Linked DNA regions of Pan troglodytes: region 2 is linked to region 1. A link is a contact called in public HiChIP or PLAC-seq data. All regions are on one chromosome and are shown on one strand. The core of a region is the stretch at or near the end of the contact, and the rest is flanking DNA. Distances in the headings are between cores, read along the strand shown.

Region 1 (3,797 bases), core at 48-2,547:
AAGCAAATGCCAACCTTAAAATTATCTAACCTTTTAAAAGATAATTTCATATTTTTCACCTATTTATACATTTGCTTAGTGCCTGCTATATGTTAGGCACTATCCCAGTTACTGATCTGGATTTTTAATTTTAGACAAGGAACTCTAACTCCCAGAATTCTGCTGACTAAATCATTTGTTTTTTGTTCAACAAGTTGGACTAAGAAATACTAATTAGATGCTACTCCCTTTCCACTACTAGGCCATAATTATTTTGAACTCAGAGATGCCAAACAATGATGGTTATTCCTGTTGGGTGGTTTCATTCTTTCTCTAACCTGCCAGACCTAGGTTTGGAGCGATGTTTATGAAAGTTGTGGATGATACCGCAGAACATCAGTAACCAATAAGGAGTCCGGTCCTAACAGCAGGGAGCGGCCCCCGAGAGTAGGGAAAACGGAAGGAGCGGCTCTTGCCCAGGCTATGCAGGAAGATGTCACGGCTGGACACCGGTCATTCCAATGGTCCCTTCTCAAGACCTTTTCAGAAAGTAGGCTCCTCTCGGAATAGGGGAAGATGAGTCTGTTAAACAGTGAGGTTTTTTGAAAAGCACGGGTTGATACTAACACGAATAAGCATAATAAACAGTCCTTGCAAACTCCAGTGTGGGGTGGAGATGGGGGCGGAATAAACAGCGCCCGGATTGTCTCGGATGGAGAGACATCCCCAACTGGTGGAGCGCGGACGGGAGCGGAGAAGAGTGGGGAGCGCGGCCGAGGACACGCACGGGCTCCGCGGGAGGGAAAGCCGGGCCGGGCGGCTCACCCGGGGCGGAGCTTCGCGGCCAGAGCGCGGCCGAGGCGAGGGGGTGCCCGACGCCAACGAGAAGGCCGCGTCCCGTCGCACCCCGCCCATCCCTGGTGCTGGCAAGGAATAAGGCAGGGCAGGAAAGCAGGAAGAAGTCCTCACACAGGTCCCAAAGCAACAAGTGCTCGCGGCGGCTCCTCAACAGACCGCTGGGTTGGGGCTGCAAAACGAGGCCCGGCACGGCAGCCTCCCGGCCTTCCCTCTCTCAACCCCTACCCCACCGCACTCACTCTGCCACACGACGCTCTTTAGCCCCCTCTCTGCCACCGGCGGCGCCATCTTCCCGACACTGCGGAGCAGCAGCCACCACCTTCCACTCCCAACCTACTTTGGCCGCAGAAGCGGCGTTGGGGTGGCCCCGCCCCTTGCTGCAGGAGAATGCCCCACCCCCTCTAGCAGACCTCGCCCTCCGGTGACGTCACGCGCGTCAGCAAGGGAATTTCCGCCCACTCCCGGACGGAGGCTGCGCAGTACAGGTGGAACCTCCGTGGGAAGTCGGGAGCACCCTAGCGGGAGGCTGCTGTCGCCCGAGGTTCGACGTCCTATGGCCTAGGAACGCGAAGTGCCAAACCGATCGTGAGCCAAGGCCGTCTATGAAATTCCGAGTTCACACATACACGAAGACTGGAGGATCCTCCCCATTACAGAATAACCCTTCACTTCGCAAGGCGATTCATAATAGACTTCACTCAGTAGCCAGCCCAACTACCCAATGGAAAATGTACTGTACCCAAATGTTTATTTCATTCATTTTTTCAAGGACACAGTAATTGCGTAGAACTGTGAGGTTCCCTCCAGTGTGCCAAGAACTGTGCTGGACTTTTAGGAAACTCAAAGAAATGAGAGATCGACTCTTTCCCCTGAAGAATTTATAATCTAATTAAAGAGCACAATTCCTGGAATGCTGCAGGTAGTTAAAACTTAGTTTAAAAATTGAATGCCTTAATGATAAGATATACATAAATGAACCAACAAAACAATAATCATTTATTAACAAATTTATGCAACAAATGTAGGGAGGACCTGTTAATGCTTCAGAATCTACAATTATTGTTGAAAGTTGATTCACAGAGGAGGAGATCTGAGCTCAGAAAGTTTAGGTAGAGATCTGTTTACTGAGATGGTTCCTTTGGGACTTTAAATCAAAGTCCTCAAACGTTAAGTTAGATCAGTTTAGTTGCTAAGAGCCCTAACTGTGAGATAACCATGTGACATTGGCAGAAAGTAGGCTTTCCTAGAAGGATTTGCAAAGAACCAGTGGCTGTAAAGATTCAAATTGGTCACACAGGGAAGTAGAAGTGGTTAGATACTGCTACTACTAATAATGTCTAATATTTACTGAGTGCTTACTTACCGTATGCCAGGCACCATGCTAAGTAGATTACCTCACTGATCCTCAAAGCAACACTTACAACAAGGAAACTGAGGCTTAATGAAGTCAAGTAACTTGCCAAGGATGCACTTAGTGGTGGAGTGGGAACAAAGATCAGGCTTGGGCTACATGGAAAGCAATAGAGTAGTCTGTGGGGTAACCTGCAATTTTTAGGAGAGGAAAGTCAAATGAAGAATTAAGAACAGGCTGGGCATGGTGGCTCACACCTGTAATCCCAGCACTTTGGGAGGCCTAGGCAGGAGGACTGATAGAGGCCAGGAGTTTAAGACCAGCCTGGGCAACATAGCAAGACTGCTGTCTCCACCAAAAAAAAAAAAAAATTAATAAAAAAGTTAGCTGGGCATGATGGCGCATGCTACCTGCAAGCTGAGGAGTCGTAGCTGCTTGCGAGGCTGACATAGGACGACTGCTTGAGCCTGGGAGTTCCAGGCTGCAGTGAGCTATGATCATGCAACTGTACTCCAGTTTGGGGAACAGAATGAGACCCTGTCTCTAACAATAAAAAAGGCCATAAAATGGGTTCTGGCACAACCTATGGCTGAGTGGTTTTTCTGTTCAAGGCCTATATGAGAATAGAAGCTGGAGCCCTGACCTCCTTTAAACCTACTCTAAATTGATTCAGTTGCTCAATTTTTTAAACAAGTGCACATATGATTTCCCTCTCCCTTTTCATTTTAAGTTAGGTTCTGCTTAGTTTAGCAGGGTGAAGCCCCAATCCATAAGAAAAATATGTGCCAGGGAAAATTCACCCTTCTGAGGTGAAGCCCCTTGCTCTGAAGAGCCAAACCAAGAGGGAAGAGTGAGATGGGTGAGGTGCCTCCATCTCTTATCCTTCAGGAGAATGACCAGGTGCCAGGGAATAATACAGGTCCCTCTGGGTTGGAAATTTGACTCTGGTCACATGGGGTGCAGTTCTGGCTCATGCTCCTGAAGGCCAGAGTCCTTGGTGGCACTGCGGAATAGTGGAGCAAGCATGGTCTTTAACTGCACGTAGGCATAGGTTTACATCCTACAAAATCTGGCTCTGCCTCTTACTAGCAGTGTGACCTCAAACACCTCAGTTTCATTGCACCTGTGTGCTGAATATGAATATATTATCTCAAACCTCGCAACAGCCCAGCAAGATGACCATTGCCATTTTACATATGAGAAAACTGAGTCTCAGGGAGGTTAAATAAATCATGAAAAATCTCAAAATGAGCTAGGATCTGGATCCATCTGGCTCCAAGGCCATTGCTCTTTCTAGTGTACCAAATTGCCTATCCTCCCAGGCTCCCCTAGATTTGCATAAGCTCCCTAAGCAGTTTCTCTACGTCTCCTCTAGTTTGCTTGCCTAAACAAATTGAAAAATGAACTTGGATTCCCTAAACGTGACACAGCAAAGTAGAAGGTAAAATCTGCTAACACTGGCCAGGGATGAAAAGCTGCTTTGTATAATTCAGAGCAGGTAAATGGCCAAAATAACTGAGGGTTGAATGTACACGCACTTGAGTTAGGGCAGATCACTCACTCACTATCCTATTCCCAGATCTCCTCTAATAAGCGATCACTTATTCAT
Region 2 (4,128 bases), core at 631-3,130, 56 kb after region 1:
CTGCGGCTGCGAGTTGCCTGTCAGCGCGGGGCTGTTGTTAGCCATGTTGCGGCGGAAGGAAGGAGGGAGGGAAGGAGGGGGGGGAGGGGGCCAAGCTCGATCTCGCTCTTCGGGACAACGGTCTGGGACCCTACTCCATCGAACGTCGTCGGGAGAAGGGGCCGCCTCGCTGTGCCCCAGCTGGGCAAGAGAGGGCACCCGATGCCGACAAAAGGACCCCGGGCCAAGAGCAGACAGCGAAACCCAGACCGCGAGAACTCCACGCAGAAGGCGAGCCGGCGGCCAGGGAGCTCGATCTCTTCCGCCAACTGCCCCTGGGAACAAGATGGCGGGCCCGGCGGATATGACGCCACGCACCCCAGCGTTCCAAGCTGAGCTGGCGGCCAATCAGAGACGCTCAGGTGGGCTGGAGCGTCCTCTTCCTAGTTCCGCGCGTTCTCTGCACGCTGAAGTCGCTGCAGTGACCTCCGTACCTGACTCTTAGGGGATTTCCCCTGAGAATTTGGGGGCCGGGGGAGAGGGTTGTAGGCCTAATCCGTTGTTGTTGTATTTTGACTGGGGGCTTGATTTCTTTTGTCGGGAGCTGAGCCAGGAAGGGTTCGCATGGCTGCGGTGTGCTTGCTAATATCGTCACTCTGACTTCTGCAGAGTATCCGAGAGGGGTCTCCTGGGATCTCAGTTTTAAGGTTCTCTGGAAGGTACAATGGTCAGGGACCCCACTCCTCCAGGAGATTCTGATCAAAGGTCACGTACTTCGCCAGCCTCTAGTGTCCAGCCAGAGGTCTTAAATTTCTTCAACCGTAAGATTGAGATAACATCTGGCTGGGCTGTTGTGAGCATTGAAAGAGCTAATGTACTTGTAGTGCCTAGTAGACTGTTCCAGGCATCTGGTAGGCGCCTTTTCTTTTTCTCCCTGCTCCAGATCTTTGGATTCTAGGAATGTATCCGGAGTGATAAACATTGGGCGAGATACTGTATATTGGGAGTGGGTGTGTGAATGTGTGGGGAGTTTGAATGTGGCAATCTTGACTTCAGTGGCGCATACACAGGAGGAGAAAAGGATAAGATGGAAACTTTGGGGAAAATCCACATCTGGATGAAAATAAACCAGAAGGGGAGAGAGAGAGAGCGAAGACCAGCAGAAAAGTATTTAAACCAAGAGACAGTTGTTTGACAGAATACAAGGAAATAGAAAAGATAAGTGAATGGAGTGATTGATTAGTGTTTGGAGCTGTACGGTACGAAAGTGGTTATCCTGTCTGGTTCCTTTGTTTTAGGTTGCAAGAGAACTAGAACCCTGAGAGGAGAAGCAGTTTTCACCTTCTTACTAGCAAATCTTGTTTTTCTCTATAGTGGTTTTTATTAACTTCCAAAGGAAAACTGAAGATCCTAACCCCTGTGTCATGAGTTATCACGTTAAAAGTCCATAGAAAAAAATTTTTTTAATCCAGTTCTTTTTGTGTATATATTTTTTGCCTTGATAATACTAGTTTATTGAGTTTACCGAGTGACACATTGCCAAATCTTATGCCCTATTTTTAATTCCTCAGATACATGATCTTTCTGTATAGTCTTAGACAGTCTTTACCCCTAGTCTGTTTGGATGAAGAGCTTGGTAGAGAGGTTGAGTTTGATATCTAAGTGTCAGCGGCATCAAACTCGGAGCCAGGTATTATGATAAAGTGCTTTAACATATTCAGTGAATCCCTACAACAGGCTGAAGATGTTATTTTTATCCCCATTTTTTAAAAAAACTTTATTCAGTTATAATTGAAGACCTCTATGCTGCACATATATAAAGCCGTTTAAGTTTGGTTTGATCAGTTTTGACATATATGTATACCCATTAAACCACTACTACAATAAACATAATCTTCTGTCAATCCCAAAAGTTTTCTTGTGCCCTTTGTAATCCATCTCTCTTTCCAACCTCATACCGAAGCAACCACTTTCTGTCAGTAGAGACTAGTTTGCATTTTCTTGAATCTTAAATAAATGAAATCATTATCCCCACGCAGTGTTCTCTTTTTTTTTGCCTCCTTATTGCATGTATCAGCAGGTTGTGTTTTGTTTTAATTACTGATTAGTATTCAGTTGTATGGATTTATCACTATTTTGTTTATCTAATCATTGATGGGAACAGCATTTTTATTTGTAATAGCCCCAAATTAGAAACAACACAAATTGTTGTTGAAAATGCTGTGAACATTTGTGACTAGACTGTCTGGTTTTTTTTTTTTTTTTTTGAGACAGAGTCCCACTCTCTGGCCCAGGCTGGAGAGCCCTCTTTCAGCAGGAAGTAGCCAGATAGACTTGACATCCCTATTCACTATGCTATTTTCTCTTTCTTGAGACCATGATATGCAACAGGCGGACTTGAGCATGGGGGAATATAAAGGGTCCAAGATTTGACCAAGTTATTTGTCAGGGGAAAATGACCAGAGCAAAATTACCTGGTGACCATCCAGCAGGCCCTGGAGACAAAAACTTCTTATCTGAGGAATTCAGAAGTAATTAGACTTTCCTGTTATCTAACACAGGCATCTGGTTCCAGTTTTTTTCCCCAAAATTTATAAGTAACTAGAATTTCTATACATCTCTTGAATGCATGCATATCAAAACTCATTGTGTGACCCTTGCTGACATTAAGGCACCAGAATGTCTACAAATGTAATCACTTATCATGACCTACATGGCTAATATGGTCCAAATTGCCCATAAGCTCCCTCTTTGAGGTCCATAAATATCCCTAAGGAAAAATTCACTGGCACACTCAGTCCTCTCTTTCTGAGGCGCCCCGCTGCACTCTTTTGCAGCATTCTATTTAATAGAAGTTTCCTTTTTAAACCTATACTGTTGTCTGTAAATTCTTACCAACCCGTGAGTTGACCACTTTCTAGTGCTAGGGCTCTGACACCTCACCCGGCACTTATGAAATAGCCAAACTGTTTGCTGAGATGGTTGTACATTTTTCATTCCCACCAGCAGTGTATGACAGTTCCAGTTGCTCCATAACCTCACCAACACTTCACATTTTATATATATAATGTTAGTTTTAGCTATTCTGGCTGGGAGTAGTGGCTCACACCTGTAATCCCAGTGCTTTGGGAGGCTGAGGAGGGAGGATCCCTTGAAGCCAGGAATTTGAGACCATCCGGACCAATGTAGTAATACCCATCTACAAAAAAATAAAAATCTAGCCAGGTGTAGTGGTGCTTGCCTGTAGATCCAGCTACTCAGGGGCGCAAGAGGGAGGATCACTAGAGCCCAGGAGTTTGAGACTGCAGTTAGCCGTGATCCCAACACTGCACTCCGGTCTGGGTGACAGAGAAATCTTGTCTCTAAAAAGGAAAACAGAACATTTTTTTTTAGCCGTTGTAATGGGTATAAGGTGGTATCTCATTGTGACTTTAATTTACATTTCTCTTACCACTAATGATGTTGAACATTTTTTCAGGTGCTTATTGTCATTTATATATTTTCTGCTGTGAAGTAACTTCAAATAATTTGCCAATTTTGTTATTTTGTTTGTCTTATTGTTGAGTGGCAAGGACTGGTTACATGATCTGTATGTAAGTCTTTTGTGTATATATGTGTTTCAAGTATTTTTACACAGTCTTTGGCTTGCTATTGAATTATCTTCTTTTTCTTTTTTTGGAGACAGAGTCTCTTTCTGTCACCCTGGCTGGAGAGCAGTGGTGTGATCATAACTCACTGTAACCTCAAACTCCTGGGCTCACACAATCCTCCTGCCTCAGCCTCCCGAGTAACTAGGAGTACAGGCATGTGCCACCATACCCAGCTAATTATATATTTTTTGGTAGAGACAGGATCTCACTATGTTGCCCAGGCTGGTCTCAAACTCCTGGTCTCAAGCAATCCTCCCTTCTCAGCTTCCCCAAATGCTGGGATTACAAGTGTGAGCCCCTGTGCTGGGTTGCCTTTTCATTTTCTTAATGATGTCCTTCAAAGAGCAGTTTTTTTTTTAATCAGGTTCAATTTATCCATTTTTTGTTTTGTTTATGTGATTCCTGCTTTTTGTGTTCCGAGAACTACCAATCTCAACCACACAGGAGAGTGTAATATTCTCCTATGTTTTCTAAAAAGGTATAGTTTGGATTTTTACAT

What was found. HiChIP or PLAC-seq counts read pairs in DNA pulled down with a chosen protein or histone mark.
Region 2: an H3K4me3 HiChIP or PLAC-seq map of stem cell-derived excitatory neurons shows a contact between it and region 1, with 3 times the contacts expected there. The contact joins the promoter of PRPF38B here to the promoter of STXBP3 in region 1. A contact is called at or near these places in 2 of 7 Hi-C or Micro-C datasets (blood and stem cell-derived neural progenitor cells) and 1 of 1 datasets of contacts at active chromatin or transcription factors (stem cell-derived excitatory neurons).

The regions. Positions count from the first base shown.
Region 1 is chr1:122,746,736-122,750,532 of NHGRI_mPanTro3-v2.0_pri, forward strand. It overlaps STXBP3 (syntaxin binding protein 3), which reads right to left and starts at 1,298. Exons shown (of 18, transcript XR_010159228.1): 1 at 1,077-1,298.
Region 2 is chr1:122,801,935-122,806,062 of NHGRI_mPanTro3-v2.0_pri, forward strand. It overlaps PRPF38B (pre-mRNA processing factor 38B), which reads right to left and starts at 1,881. Exons shown (of 6, transcript XM_001145049.7): 1 at 1-1,881. The coding sequence starts at 45.